Linked DNA regions of Mus musculus: regions 1, 3, 4 and 5 are each linked to region 2. Evidence: chromatin contacts called from public Hi-C, HiChIP or PLAC-seq and promoter capture Hi-C data. All regions are on one chromosome and are shown on one strand. Each heading gives the region's core, a stretch centred on a gene start, on an enhancer-like site or on the middle of the called end of the contact. The rest is flanking DNA. Distances are from core to core; before and after follow the strand shown.

Region 1 (2,751 bases), core at 220-2,719, 230 kb after region 2:
AACACAGCCATGTAGAGAGAGAGGCCTTCCCAAGACTCCAGAATTGTACAGACACCAGTAGCTGCCTGAAAGACCAGTATATCCTACAAAGCCAAAGAGCTATAGAAGAATAGGAAGAACTCTTAACCATGGAGCCATCTCCCCAGTCCCTTAATTTTGTTTGTTTCATAAAGAAGACCAGACTGCAACTATTACCAAGGGCGCACCATGGAGGTACTGGAGAGATGACTCAGCAGTTATGAGCACTGACTTCCAGAGGTTCCGAGTTCAATCCCCACCAGCCACATGGAGGTCCACAGCTGTCTGTAGCTCCAGTCCCAGGGGACCTAACGCTGTCTTCTGAAGACACTGCACACATATGGTATGCATGCAGGCAAAACATCCATACATACAAAATAGATATAATTTTTAAAAAGGAGAAAACTATGGTTCTGTGATTTGAGGCATGAGTTTTCAAAACTGTTGAGGCAGCCATCCATGATCTGTTTCAAAATGATATGTCAGCACTATTGTGGTTACCATAGTTATCCAGGGAGTGAGCTCAGGATGGGCCCTACCTTCTTATTTCTGGACTCTTTTAAATCAGTGACTATGTAGCTGGTCACTTGGCTTGGGCTCTGCTGTGTGACTAGAATATACACTAAGGTCCTATGACGTCTTGATATGGTTAATGTTGTCACACAGATTGGCAGTAGAAAGCACAGTCTTAGTACATGAGCCTAGCTCAACTCACAACAAATTTATAAATGTCCAAAAACTTTTATTCTACTTTTTTGCTGGCAAATAAACTGGTTGTTATATTTCCCTGTGTGTTTGGCATTCAAAAATATATTTATTAAGTGCCTTCTGTGTGCGGGGGCTTATTATGGACACTGGGAAAATAGAAGCTCTCCCTTAAGGAGCCTCATATTCACATGGCTGCAACCCGGACTCATTTGAGAGAACAGCTTGAGAAAGGGTCTATCTCAGCTTGTGGTTCCAGTGAGTTCAGTTCATGGCTACCTGGCTTGTGTTTCTGGGCCCGTTGTGAGGCAGAACACGGAGGCCGTCTGAGTGCATAGGAGAAGTTTCTTCAGCACAGGGTAGCTAGGAAGCAGAAGGAAAGAGAGAAACAGACAAGAGAACCCCCAGGGCAGGACACAGCCCTTGACACACCCTGGCTACCGACTTCCTCCTGTTAGACCTCACCTTTTAATGTTTCTAGGCCCTCCCAAAATAGAACCACTAGCTGGACAACACATATCAACACATGGGCCTCCCAGTATAGGGAGAACAGAAAGTTTAGGGCCTGGAATTCATTCATTCATTCATCCATTCATTCATTCGATCATTGAGCATACTTACTGACCATCCTCAGCATGCTAGGAACAGGGAAAACAAGGAAGAAGAGAAGGCCTGTCTCTGCACTGGTGTTGCCTTTGTTCAACTGGAAATGAAAGTCACATGAGCAGATCGTTCCGGATATAAGAGTTATGAAGGGGAAGCACCTACAAAGGCCACCACCACATCGGGCCGGTGAGGAAAGCACAGTGCCTAAGATGCAAAGGAGGGGAGGAATATTGCGTATAGCAGGGACAAGAGAGACCACAGCAAAGGTACTTACAAGTAGAGGAAAAACACTGGGGAACATGGAGGTTGCCAGGAGGAGGTAGTGTGTGAAAAGTTAGCCAGTAATAAAATCCTGACAAATCTTGTAAGCCATATTTAAGAGTTTGGCCTCTGTCTGAGGCTAATAGGTAAAGATGAGCTTTTAGCAATGGGAAGAAGTATTCGGTTGCTCACTTTCAAAAATCACCAGCTGCCAATCAGTGTTTTGGAGTCTGAAATACCAGAGGCAGGACACTGGTTAGAGGTTCTTAAAGTTCTCTTTGGGAAGTGCTGGCCATGGGCTGACTGACCTCAGAGTGATGGAGACAGAGCTGATCTGACTGAGGCACAGTCAACAGGAGGTGGGGACACTGGCAATAAAGGATGCAAGAAAGGACCTAACTTCTGCCCTTAGCAAGGGAGGAAGTAATCTAGCACGAGAAGTCAGGGGTGGGGATGTGTCATCAGTTATCCATGGAATATGTTGAATTTGAGGATCCCGTGGGATAATCAGATGGAGGTGTCCTGCGGGCTCTGCAACCTGGAACTGGAAAAGAGGGGTTGAACTGGAGCCTGTGGTTGGGAAGTTGCTAGGGTAAAGGGGATGCTGAGCCCTGTGGTATTGGCAACATCACTCAGCAATGCTGAGAGGGAAAGAGGAAACAACAGCACCCCAGGAAAGATAGGATGGAAAAGTAAGGAATGACCACTAAAGATGTGATAGTGAAAGCTACAGAAGGGGCATTAAGCTCTGAACTCTCGTCTTGAGTACCCTGCTGGAGGGTGCTGGCTGGACACTTCCTGGGGCAATCTACTCTTCCTGGCACAGCCAACATACCCACTGCCAAAGAAAAGCTAGCTGGGGGCAGAAGTCAGAAGGCCACTTGAGTCCTCTGTTGATCATTAGAAATGGTGTCTGAAAACACAGGAAATAAACTTGTGTCAGAACTTGACTCTTTGATGGGTTTGGTCCACATTCTATAAATATCCTGGGGGTTGAGGTGTGAGTGGGTGGGGCAGCGTCACTTTCTCACCTTACAGACTCAAAGTGTCTGCGCATCACAAGAGCCCTCAGCTATAAAGACAAGTCATGGCTTCTAGGAGGTTCAGGGGTGGGTGGGGCCTGAGAGAAGGGAGACAGGCATCCTTAAGGTGTGGCCTACA
Region 2 (2,700 bases), core at 31-2,530:
ATTTTGTTTTTTTTTTTTTTCCCCCTGTCATTTTATAGTCCAGGCTAATAGAAAATGTAATCCTCCTGCCTCAGCTTCCTGAATGGTGGGGTTCAGAAAACCGTTTTAAACAGGACAATGATGCCAGATTTAAGTTTTAGAAAAAAAAATCACTTCTGGATAATGAAGAATTTAATCGAAGGTGCCAGGCAGAGAGGCCATGTGGGAAGGCCAAATGGGGATTGTGGCTTGCATATCAGGGGCAAGGTAAATGAGTCAGGAGAGTACCCGGAGCAAGTTTGAATGTGCACCCAAATGTGCCAAGAAGCCTCCAGAGAATTCAAGCTCACCTAAGCAATGTTTATATTCATTTTCAGAGGGAGTGTTAGTGTTGGAAGAGCTCTTGAAAACTCAGAACCTTCTCCCCTCAACTTCATAGAGAAAGAAAAGCCCAGAGGCAAATTTGCTTGCTCAGGGTCAGACAACACATTAGTCAGTGGCAGAACATGTCTGTCTATAGTTACAAAGCCTCACCCATCCTCTAGTGAGACTAACCGGCTGGAGGTGCTGTGCCAACAGGAGTAGATCTGAGGAGCTGGAAAAACATTTGAAGGGATTGGATACAGTTTCTTCTGCTTTACCACTAGCAACTCCAGGGATAGTTCTTTCCTGCAGAACACTGTGCTAAGAGAAGCAGATACAGACGTGTGCAGTAGGAGTGCCTATCTGCTCCCAACATCCCCACTCCAGCCTAGAAAGGGAGTAAAGGGCAGACAGTAGCCCCGTCCTTCCCTCCCACGTGGTTTCTCCAGCCAAGTTCTCACGGAGTGGCCCCTCCTTCAGCGGCTCCACTGTTACCATGGCAATTGGGTGGGTGGACAGCACGTCCTATCTAGAGGCCAGCAGCCCTCGCGTGGGGAGTTACCATAACAACCCCCCTAGTAATAGAGGGGGTTGGGTCCCGCCTCCCTTCCCCCGCAAATCGAGAGGTAGGTGGTTTGATTGGCAGCTGGGCACACGAAAGAGGGAAAGGGAAGAAAAGGAGTCAAATAAAGATCAACGAAGGAACTAGAGGAGAGGAGGCAACAATAATAAAAGGGGGAAAAGGAAGGGAAGGTGTATGCGCACGCGCACCAGCGGGTGGTCGCGCTCCTTCCACTCCAGGCTCTAGCGAGACTGGGTCCGCGCTCGCCCTCCGCCCGCTCTCCTGCGCCTGCGCGCAGGTGTCGGCGCCCCGCAGGAGGGGGCGCCCGGCGCGTTCGCGTCACGGTCGGCTCTGCGCGTGCGCAGGGCAGCCGGCGACTCGGGTTGCAGGCGCGCGGGTGAGAGCGCCTGTCAGCCGCTGGGTCGGTCCTCCCGCTGGCCCTCCCCCTCCCCGGCCTTCGGGGCAGGCGCGGTGGAGCCCGCCCCTCGAGTCCCCCGATGGGGGAGAAGCGGCGACGGCGGCAGCGGAGTGAGCGAGCCGGAGCGTGAGTGGCCCCGCGGCGGCCATGGGCGACCCAGCCCCCGCCCGCAGCCTGGACGACATCGACCTGTCTGCCCTGCGGGTGAGCACCACCCCAGCCTCGCGCCCGCGACCCCTGCCCTTACCCCGAGCTCTCGCCGCCCGGGGGTTCGCCCTCTGGAGATTCTGGGAGCCAGTTTGGTCCCCACCCTGTGCTGCCCTCCCCCACACTTGCGTGCCACCCCTACCTTGCTGCTGGGATCCGAGTCCCCTCCTTTATAGGCGTTTGAGGGTCACCTCTGGTGTCCCTAAACACAGCCCTGCATCACCTGCAGAGCCTTTCTTGTGTCCCCCCTCTCTCGGCCCTCATGTCTGCTTCCTCCACCTCCTCTTCTGGCTCCTGGAATTTTGACTTTGCAACTGCCTCAGCCTCCCCCTCATCCCTCGTTTTCTTCCTCGCCTACCCCTAAATTGCAAGTTGGGCGGATTTCACCTCCTCGCTCCACCCCACACACCTCCTACGTCTCCATCCCACGTTCACTTTCCCTATCCCTTTTCTCGTGTTTCAAGTGCAGCTTTTCAGACCCAGGCATTTCCGGTCTCGGGGTCCCTGAATATTACATTACTAACTCTGCAGCCGCGTGGGGCTGGGAGGACAGACAAGTGCACAGTGGGAGGAAGGGAAGCCTGGATTTCCTCGGAAACTCGGGCCGGAAGACGATGTTTACATACATGTACAAGCACACACACACACACACACAAACACACACGCACACACAACACGCTGCCTGAGGTCAGTAGGGAGGGAACTAGTGGGAGTGGAGGCAAAGGAGAGTTGGAGGGAGGGGTTCATTAGGGAAGCGGTTAAGAGGAAACAACTGTGTCAGGAATGCTTTCAAATAACCCATTTATTGTTCCACGTGGGGCACTTACTCTCTCTCCTCCCGGAATTTTCAGTTCAGCATTTGTAAGTGTTCTCTAGCGGGCAGCTTTGTCTTAAGGGCAACATAGAAATTTCAAGGTGAACCATTCCAGACTGTCTCCCAGGTGGTGTTTTGATTCCATGCCCGGTGAGCTTTCCCAACCGGCGGCGTAGGTGTAGCTAGAGCAGGATTCCCCACCTCATGCTTACCTTCTCAGAAGGTCTCTGTACACATTGGCTTCTGGCTTGTAAATTACCCAGGGAAAAGGCAGCCACCTCACAAGTGCCCCGGATATGACTGGAGGGGAGAGAGAATTGAAGAGAGCAGAGTCATGTTGTTAATTGGGTTTCTCTA
Region 3 (2,807 bases), core at 268-2,767, 190 kb after region 2:
ACACACACACACACACACACACACACACACACATTTAAAAATGAAATCAAAACATTGATGTGATACCATGTATCAACTACAATGAAGAAAAAAGTATTTGGCAAATATTTTAGTTGGCTCGGTGACTCTAATTCTGCTGCTCCATGTGGTGGACAACAGACGGCTAAGCTACAGGAAGAACAAGAACGAGTCCTGTTACGAAGCCATCCTGATACTTACTGGCTGTTTTCTTCCTTGGGTAATAGGAGCTCAGATTTTTTGCAAGAACAGCCAGTACTCTGAACTGCTGAGCTATCTCTCTAGCCTCTCTCTTTCTTTCTTAACTTTTTGTTTTCCGTGGGTTGGCTCAGGGGCTGGCTCAGCAGTTGAGAGCACAGGTTGCTCTTCTAGAGAATCCGAGTTTGATTCCTGTGACCCACATGGTGGCTGACAACCATCTTTAACTACAGTTCCAGAAGATTCGATCTCCTGGCCTCTGTGGGCGACAGGCAAGCAAGTGGTACACAGACACACATGCAGACAAAATACACATAACTGTAAAATACACACACACACACACACACACACACACATACACACACACACACACACACACACACACATATATATATATATATTAAATATCCATGCAGGCCACAGTGCACATGTGGTCAGAGAACAAGTTTCAGGAGTTGGTTCTCTCCTTTTTACTTGGTGAACCAGGATCTCTCTCTCTCTCTCTTTTTCTTTTTGTTGGGATTGATTGAAGTGCCACCAGCCCAGGTTCTCTCTTGTTCTTTCTACTGTTGTGCTGTATAAAGCAGGCTAGCCGACCTATGAGGTTCTAGGTCATTCTCCGCCCCTCCTCTTGTACTGGATTACACCTGAACAAGGGATTACAGATGCGTGCCACCTCATCCAGCTTCTTACTAAGCACAGGGGATCCGAGCTAGCGCCTCTACCGCCTGAGCTCAGAGTCACTTTTTTTTTTTTAAAGATTTATTTATTATTATATGTAAGTACACTGTAGCTGTCTTCAGACACCAGATGAGGGAGTCAGATCTTGTTACAGATGGTTGTGAGCCACCATGTGGTTGCTGGGATTTTAACTCTGGACCTTCGGAAGAGCAGTCGGGTGCTCTTACCCACTGAGTCATCTCACCAGCCCGAGTCACTTATTTTTAACGGACATTTACTGCATGCGTAGGTGGGTGCTGGGGCTTGACCCCAAGGCTTCATTCCTGGGGCAACTTTAATAGCAGCACTAGTACTTTATAATTTTATAATGAGAGCTTCTCTATAGCTTTAAAAAGTTTTGGGCATTTACTGTAAGAATAATAGTTGGCAGTCATTTGTTACCAGGAACCAGGACAGGTTAGAACCCTAAGACAGGAGACTGGAGGAGGAAAAAACAGTGAGCCAGAGTTGTTCACTAATGCATGTGTAATATCCTTTGATGACTCATAAACATACTTGGGGGTGGCCGTGCCTGGCTCTGTAGATCTTTGACCTGCATTGGATTTTGCCTGTCAGAACTGAGCCTTTTGTTTGTGGGCCACGGGTCAGGGAAATGTGGGCTATGACAACATGCCCAGCTGAAGTCTTCTCACCTAGTCCACCTTTTTTCACCTGTCAGCTATATCACCAACCCTGGCCTCAGCCTTAGTGCCATTTTGACTTTTTGCCTCTTCTACTTGGCTATAGCAGCCCAAGCAATTCCTTACAGCCTGCTAAGTAAGAACTTGACAAATGTCCTCTGGCACCATTCCTGCTAAACCATCAGTAGAGTCAACTTAGCATTGGTTTCTGTAGAAAGGATCTTTATGTACTGTGTGGAAGCATCAGCTGCCAATAACAAGCCTACGGTCAGTGAGCTGAGTCAGGATTAGAAGGTGGGACATCCGGCAGAGAGAGAGAGAGGGAGAGAGGGAGGGAGGGAGGGAGGAAAGAGAAAGAGAGAGAGAGAGAAAGAGAGAGAGAGAGGATTCTGGGAAAGTCAGGCTGGGGAGATTTGCCCCGAACGCTGAAGGAGATAGTTGAATGAAACTGAGAAGTAACCAACCCCAACCACATGGAACATAGGAAAAGATAAATGAGTAATTAAGTTATGAGCTAGTCGGGGAACAAGCCAAAGCTTTTGGCATTTATTCACGAAATATTAAGGCTCAGAGCCATTATTTCGGGGAACAAAGAGGCTGGGTAGGAAAGCCCTGTGGTTACAGATTGCACTGCCCATCCGACATGGGTGCACCTAGCTTGACTTAACAAGTGAGTGGTTTCTCTATGCAAAGATACCATTTCCTACCCGGTTGTGTCTTCCCAAGTACCTCCCTCCTCCCAGCCCCATGGCCCACCAGAAGCCCTGAGCATCTGTCGTTAGATGTATCTAGATGATACTTGTGATGCTTTGACTGAGAATGTGCCCCACAGGCTCAGCGGTTTGAACACTTGGTCTTCAGTTGGAGGAGCTGTTTGAGAAGGTTTGGGAGGTGTGGTCTTGCTGAAGGAATGATGTCACCGGGGAAAGACTTTGAGGTTCCAAAAGTCACATGTCATTTTGAGTTCGTTGTCTCTTTTCATTCCTGCAGCTCAAACTGTGAGCTCTGTGATTCATGTTCCTGCTCCTGTGTCCTTGCTCCTCCGTCAGGCATTCCAATCCTCTGGGACTCTAAGCCAAAGAAACTCTTCTTTTTATGAGTTCCCTTGGTCACAGTGTTTTGTTACAGCAAGTAGCTGATGCAATATTGTTCTAGTTTCTAGGGACAGGGTGGTACAAAGAAGAAGAAAAAAAAAAGACAACGGTTGATCAGGAAGTGCATGGCTATGCC
Region 4 (2,700 bases), core at 199-2,698, 160 kb after region 2:
TGACTGGCCAGTTCATCCGGGAGCAGCATTGCCTCTTCCGCAGCATCCCTCAGCCTGATGGAGAAGGTAATGGTCAGGGGGGAGAGCAGAATGGCTAAGATGGAGAGGGGGCCTAGGTACCACACAGAGAGCGAGCCATGCAGAAGAGGGGTGCTTCCTCTCCGTCTGCAGCGCGAGCTCATGGGTAAGCAGTGTGGTGATGGCTGTATGCGTGGCTGTGGACAGCTGGGGTCTTGAGGCACAAGTAGCACGTTGCTGTACCTTGGAGAGTGGGGTCTGGGTAATGAGGAAATAGAAATACTGCCTTCTTCATTCTTTTTTTCCCCTTAGCATTATGGTAATTATGTTTGAAACCCATCTTTGTATCAATGGGATATCTGAATTTGTCTCTGTGGGAAACTTGGGTCAATACAGCTATGGTGGCAAGGTTTCTGAGAGCTAAATGACCTTGGTATCTCTGTGGTTCCAAAGCTCTTGGGCCCTTTAGGCCTTACTCTAACTGTAAAGTTTTTAAGAATCCCAGGTTCTAGCCAGGCGTGGTGGCATGCGCCTTTAATCCCAGCACTTGGGAAGCAGAGGCAGAAGAATCTCTTGAGTTCCAGGCCAGCCTGGTCTACACAGCAAGTTCCAGGACAGCCAGGGCTACACAGAAAAGCCCTGTCTTGAAAAACCAAACAAACAAAGAAATCCAGGTTCTGAGGGTGACAGCTTGTTTGACATATCAAAGCCTTGAACAGCTTAGAGTGTGCTGTTGGGAACTGAACCTGGAGCTTCAGTCATGTGCCTGCCAGACAAGCACTCTTAACACTGAGCCCTGTGCACTAGCACTGAGCCCTTCACCCCAACACATTTTCTGTTTGCTTTGGGTTCTCTCTGTGTAGGTCAGACTGACCTTACACTCTTCATTATATTGCCTCAGCGACTCAAAGACTAGGAATACAGGTTCTATACCTGGCTTTCAGCACTTTTGTGTGTGATATGTGTCTGTATGGGTATGTGTGTGTGGTGTGTTCATATCAAGGCCAGAGATTGACATCAGTTGTCCTCTGTAATCGTTTCCCTGGATTCTTTTTTGGTGACACAGTCTTTCTGAGAACCTAAAAGCCCAATGATTCAGCAAGACTGGGTGGCCAGGGAGCTCCAAAGAGCCACCTTCTCCACTCCTCTCAGCTCTCTGGTGACACTGTGCATTACCACGGCCAGCTCATACTGGCAATAGAAAACTCAGGTCCACATGCTAGTGCAGCAGACACTAAGAATTAGCCAGAATGTGCTTGGAGGCAGAGGCAGGAGGCTCACTTGAGCCCAGGAGTTGGGTGGGAGCCTAGGCAGTGTGTAGAGACCATTAAGAAATTAAAAAAAGGGCTGGTGAGATGGCTCAGCAGTTAAGAGCACTGACTGCTCTTCCAGAGGTCATGAGTTCAAATCCCAGCAATCACATGGTGGCTCACAACCATCCGTAATGAGGAAACAAATAAAAAAACCTATGGGCCGGAGCAAGCAGGGCCTGGAGCAGGGAAAAGAAAGAGAAAAAGAAAGAAGGAAAAGATTCAAGTGGCTTACAGCTCAGGTTAAGACATTCAGTTTCAGTTTGGTTCAGGGTTAACAGATTGGTGCAGTCAGTCTGGTCCCCATGGTGAACAAGTGCTTCCTCTTTGAGGGGCTGGAAGCAGTTGAATCAGTTCAGAACAGTGAGATATTGCCAAGTTCCTGTTCTGTGGTTACCTCGGGCAGTAAGCTTGCGAAGGCAGATATTACAGTCTGTGAAGCCCTTTTCAGTATGGCAATGTCCTAGGAGTCTATAGTGTGTCAGAGGAGGTGACACATAGGCATGTGGCTATGTGACTGACACCCATGGGGCAAGCCCATGCTCCAGAGTGCATATGTGTCAGAGGAGGTGTGCACGACTGTGACATATGTTACAATAAAAACAGTCAATGTGTCTGTGCTCCAGGGGGTGGGCTGTAAAGGTTTGGTTCATCTGGGCTGTTCTAACGATAGACTTAAGACTTACCAGGGGTAGGTAGAGAAGGTGTAGGCGCTGGGGACATGCAGTAGTTATAGACTGACCATCTATTTTTCTCTTTGAGTTGTCTCACTCAGTCACAGGAGACAGAGCTGAGGTGTCCAGGTTAGGTAATCAGCCCTAGAAAACAACAGAGCTGGACCGTATCAGAGACTGACAGTTTCAGGGGCTGTGCCCTTGGCTGTGTCCCTGGCTGCTGGATTCCTGAGGAAATGAGGGTTGGGAATGTGGCCGATGTGGTAGAGCGCTCCTGTAGCTTGTGTGAAGCCAGGAGTTTGCCCTTCAGTACTGCACACAGCTAACTGTGCTGTGGCTGTGATCCCAACCCCTTGGGGTGTGGGGTGTGGGGAGCAGGGAACCAGGAGTTCAAGGCCATCCTCCCTGTCTCAAGAAAGGTGGTAAAGCACCTGCTCTGGTCTGGAGCAGTCGTCTCACCTGGACCCACTTTCTTCCTGCAACACCACCCCTGTTTCATCCTTTAGATAATCTTTAGATTATCTGCTTTTAAAAAATTGTTAGAATTCCCAGGCAGTGGTGGCATACGCCTTTAGTCCCAGGACTCAGGAAGCTGAGGCAGGCTGATCTCTGTGAATTCAAAGCCAGCTTGGACTACAGAGTGAGTTCCAAGACAGCCAGGGCTACACAGAGAAACCCGAAAAACAAACAAAAGTTGC
Region 5 (2,700 bases), core at 46-2,545, 140 kb after region 2:
GTTTTGCAATCCTGTGACCCCAGCATTCAGGCAGCTAACACAGGGTTGAGTGTTTAAGGCTAGCCTGGGGGTAGGGGTTACAAAGAGAGACCCAGTCCATCACAAAACAAAATCAAGGGCAGCTAAACTGAGCTGAGAAATGTTGAGGAAGATTAAAAGCAAAAGGAGTATCTTGAAGTGGCAGATGGTCGAGAGTTGGGCTGTTTAGTGTGAGATCTAAAAAATGGATATCCTGAATTCGTAGGGGGTCTAGAACTAAAGGAGCAATGAGGAATTTGGATGGCTGTGCCTGAGTGGGTGACCTAGATCTAAGGGGTTTAAGGCAGCCAGACGGAATGGATAGTTGACCAGGGGATAGTCAAGACCTTGGCAGCAAGATACAACTAAGAGGGTGGATGGGCATCTGAAAGGTGTCGCCCTGGCTGAGGAGCCTGGTGTTGGGGTAGCCTTACTGGGGGGGGGGGTGGGGGGTGGGGGGGTGGAGAACTAGGTCTAAAGGGGCCAAGGCGACCTCTGGCAGGAAGACTGGGGTCTATAGCCAAATCTTTGGTAATAGGCAGGAAGGCAAAACTGGGGTGGTGAGCTTAGGGACATGGGCAAACCAGGCTGGACAGGCAGGGGTCTCCTTCACCGGCCCTGAGAAGGCAACAGCGGCCTAAGAGGCCACCTGAGCCTGAGGGGCTGACTGGGGCTGACTGGGGCTGACGGGCTGAGGCGGCGGTCCGGGAGTCAAACCAGAAGGCTATCTGAGAAGAGAGCGTCCGTGCGGCTATGTCGGCGACGTCTCTGCATTTGGCCCCATCACCTGAGGCAACTGCGAAGCGAGTTCTGGAACCTCAGGTCGGGCAGGAAGGAGCAGCTCCGTAGTGAGCCCGGTCGCCCCACTTGCCTGGCTCGCCTGAAGGCCGGGCCTGAGGGGGACCGCCTCCTGGGCGTGGTCTGCCATTAAGCCCCGCCCCCTAGGCGCGCCTCTGACGGCGACGACGTGCGCGGCTCCGGCCTAAGTCCCCTCCTGCGTCCGACCTCGCCTTTCCCGACTCCTCAGGAGCGCTAGTTTTCCCACGTTCTGGTGATTTGCTTTCCCTTAGTGTCCGCAACTCAGTTTCCCTGTCTCTGCCCGGCGAGCCCTACTGTCAGAGTGCACTGCCCCTTTAACTAGAGTGACCCGGGTGGCTCCTTCCCGGGACAGCGCGTGCCCGCTCGCCCGTCCGCGCGCGCGCCCGTCCGTCCGTCCCCCGCCCCTCGCTCCCGCCCCAGCTCGCGCTGCCCGGGCGGGCGCCGGCCGCTGGCGCCGCTTCTGCTGCCGCCCCCGGGGCGCGATCCGCCGCCCGCCGCCCGGGGACCCGGCGAGGGGCGGGGGCAGCCCCGAACTGGCCCCCGGTCTCTCCCTCGCCGGTCTTAGGCATCCCAGAAAGTTTGTCCCTTTGCTCTCCGCCGGGGAGTCCTGCCGCGACGAGGTGAGAGCCGGTGGGGGGCAGGGAGGGGACGCCCGCGGAGGAATGCGCTGTGGGGCGGGGAGCCGGAGTTCCGAGGTCCCGATTGCACGACCCGGCCAAGCGGGCTAGGCGCGAGAGCTCGGATCATGTGCTATTTATCCCGCGGAGGCGCAGAGAGGTGCCAGGCCCCGGGCAGCCGTCGGTTGGCTGGACTGGAGGACCAGGAACTCATGGCCGCCCAGAGAGGACAGGCGGGGGCTTGTTGGAGACCTGCCAGTGGGCAAGGTGCAGGTGACCCGAGACCCCCTTTGGAGTCGGTCTGCCCCACCTAGCCTCCTCCCCAGTGCGCCTTTAAAGCAGGACCTGCAGACCCTGCACCTACTCCCTATATCTTTACCCCGCTGTACCCTATTCTTGCCACCCAATTCCTTGTTTTCTTAGCTTCGGACGAGTCATATTGCCTGTCCACCCTGGTGCCCTTCCCTCCCCTAGTTAGGGTTTTGGGGGTCAGGACTAGTCTTCCTGAGCCAGTCTCTGTGATTTCGGCTACTCCCTTCCTGTGGTGGGATAAACCAGCCCCTTCACTCCTCCCCTGCTCTGCCTAGGAAGGCTGGGGAGGTGAGGCCCAAATAGCATGACAGAAATTGGCGGTCTTTGGGGGCTACAGGTGGGAGTGCAGCATCGTTGATCTCTTTCTTTTTTTCTTTTTCTTTTTGAAGTCTTCACCCTGCTATCCGTGGGCGTGGGCTGCTTAGACTCTCCTCCTAGGGTGTGGGCACCCGGATCACCCACATTCCTAGGCTGCAGCCTGGCACTTTCCCCAGGCTAGTGGACGCCATAGCACTAGCCCCAGGTTGGGTTAGGACCAACCTGTTTCCTTTTCCCTTGGCTTTCCTTTCATGAAGCCCCCCTCCTTGGGTGTAGCCCCCCCCCTGAAGATACAGGTATTCTGGGTCTCCCTGCGAGGAGTCCTGGGGGGGGTGTTGATATTATGCATACAGGATGACCCCACCCTCCCCTGCCCATTGTCCTGGATCCTGAGGAGGAAGTACTGGGGGCTGGGCAAGGGGTTTGGGGATCACCAGCAGGCCCTGTGAGTCCTTGTTACAGGCTGTTCCACTAGCCCTTGGACTTTGCCAATCAGTAGTGGCCCTGCCTCGTGTGGGGGTTGTCAGCTCTATGTGAGAATTGCCGACCCTGGAGAAGAATTACAGATTCCAGTTTTATGACTGGGTTTTTTTGTCTCCTCTTACCTGTCTGTCTT

What was found. Hi-C and Micro-C count contacts between places; a contact is called where the count stands out from the background. HiChIP or PLAC-seq counts read pairs in DNA pulled down with a chosen protein or histone mark. Capture Hi-C pulls out chosen DNA fragments and counts their contacts.
Region 1: a contact with region 2 is called in a Hi-C map of B cells, with 18 read pairs. The contact joins the enhancer-like site here to the promoter of Mink1 in region 2. A contact is called at or near these places in 1 of 39 promoter capture datasets (liver), 3 of 484 Hi-C or Micro-C datasets (B cells, bone marrow-derived macrophages and embryonic stem cells), 1 of 115 datasets of contacts at active chromatin or transcription factors (embryonic stem cells) and 3 of 9 other capture datasets (adipose tissue, liver and pancreatic islet).
Region 3: a contact with region 2 is called in an HNF4G HiChIP or PLAC-seq map of pancreatic cancer cells. The contact joins the enhancer-like site here to the promoter of Mink1 in region 2. A contact is called at or near these places in 15 of 39 promoter capture datasets (the 3T3-L1 cell line, 3T3-L1-derived adipocytes, the C10 cell line and 10 more), 1 of 484 Hi-C or Micro-C datasets (bone marrow-derived macrophages), 5 of 115 datasets of contacts at active chromatin or transcription factors (astrocytes, fibro-adipogenic progenitors, kidney and 2 more) and 3 of 9 other capture datasets (adipose tissue, liver and pancreatic islet).
Region 4: a contact with region 2 is called in a Hi-C map of bone marrow-derived macrophages, with 29 read pairs. The contact joins the enhancer-like site here to the promoter of Mink1 in region 2. A contact is called at or near these places in 2 of 39 promoter capture datasets (fetal liver and liver), 1 of 484 Hi-C or Micro-C datasets (bone marrow-derived macrophages), 3 of 115 datasets of contacts at active chromatin or transcription factors (embryonic limb bud, large pre-B cells and pancreatic cancer cells) and 3 of 9 other capture datasets (adipose tissue, liver and pancreatic islet).
Region 5: a promoter capture Hi-C map of pancreatic islet shows a contact between it and region 2. The contact joins the promoter of Kif1c here to the promoter of Mink1 in region 2. A contact is called at or near these places in 2 of 39 promoter capture datasets (fetal liver and liver), 6 of 484 Hi-C or Micro-C datasets (embryonic stem cells, muscle stem cells and nephron progenitors), 4 of 115 datasets of contacts at active chromatin or transcription factors (bone marrow-derived macrophages, embryonic limb bud, embryonic stem cells and 1 more) and 3 of 9 other capture datasets (adipose tissue, liver and pancreatic islet).

What each region holds. Positions count from the first base shown.
Region 1 is chr11:70,788,017-70,790,767 of GRCm38.p6, forward strand. No RefSeq gene overlaps it. Among named protein-coding and RNA genes, the nearest start is that of Scimp, 23 kb to the right of the region's middle. Within about 2 kb of position 1,470, at least 82 of the 459 cell types and tissues checked have an H3K27ac peak or open chromatin away from gene starts, as enhancers often do. A contact at or near this core is called in B cells and bone marrow-derived macrophages, where this site is marked.
Region 2 is chr11:70,561,601-70,564,300 of GRCm38.p6, forward strand. Mink1 (misshapen-like kinase 1 (zebrafish)) reads left to right here and starts at 1,281. Exons shown (of 33, transcript NM_001045964.1): 1 at 1,281-1,526. The coding sequence starts at 1,470.
Region 3 is chr11:70,746,609-70,749,415 of GRCm38.p6, forward strand. Gm12320 (predicted gene 12320) reads right to left here. Exons shown (of 3, transcript NR_167739.1): 3 at 2,096-2,735. Among named protein-coding and RNA genes, the nearest start is that of Gm12320, 7.2 kb to the right of the region's middle. Within about 2 kb of position 1,518, at least 52 of the 459 cell types and tissues checked have an H3K27ac peak or open chromatin away from gene starts, as enhancers often do. A contact at or near this core is called in 3T3-L1-derived adipocytes, adipose tissue, liver and 1 more, where this site is marked.
Region 4 is chr11:70,719,028-70,721,727 of GRCm38.p6, forward strand. It overlaps Kif1c (kinesin family member 1C), which reads left to right. Exons shown (of 23, transcript NM_153103.2): 18 at 1-66. Among named protein-coding and RNA genes, the nearest start is that of Mir6925, 14 kb to the left of the region's middle. Within about 2 kb of position 1,449, at least 84 of the 459 cell types and tissues checked have an H3K27ac peak or open chromatin away from gene starts, as enhancers often do. A contact at or near this core is called in bone marrow-derived macrophages and pancreatic cancer cells, where this site is marked.
Region 5 is chr11:70,699,253-70,701,952 of GRCm38.p6, forward strand. Kif1c (kinesin family member 1C) reads left to right here and starts at 1,296. Exons shown (of 23, transcript NM_153103.2): 1 at 1,296-1,457. It overlaps Inca1 (inhibitor of CDK, cyclin A1 interacting protein 1), which reads right to left and starts at 903. Exons shown (of 7, transcript NM_001252484.1): 1 at 806-903.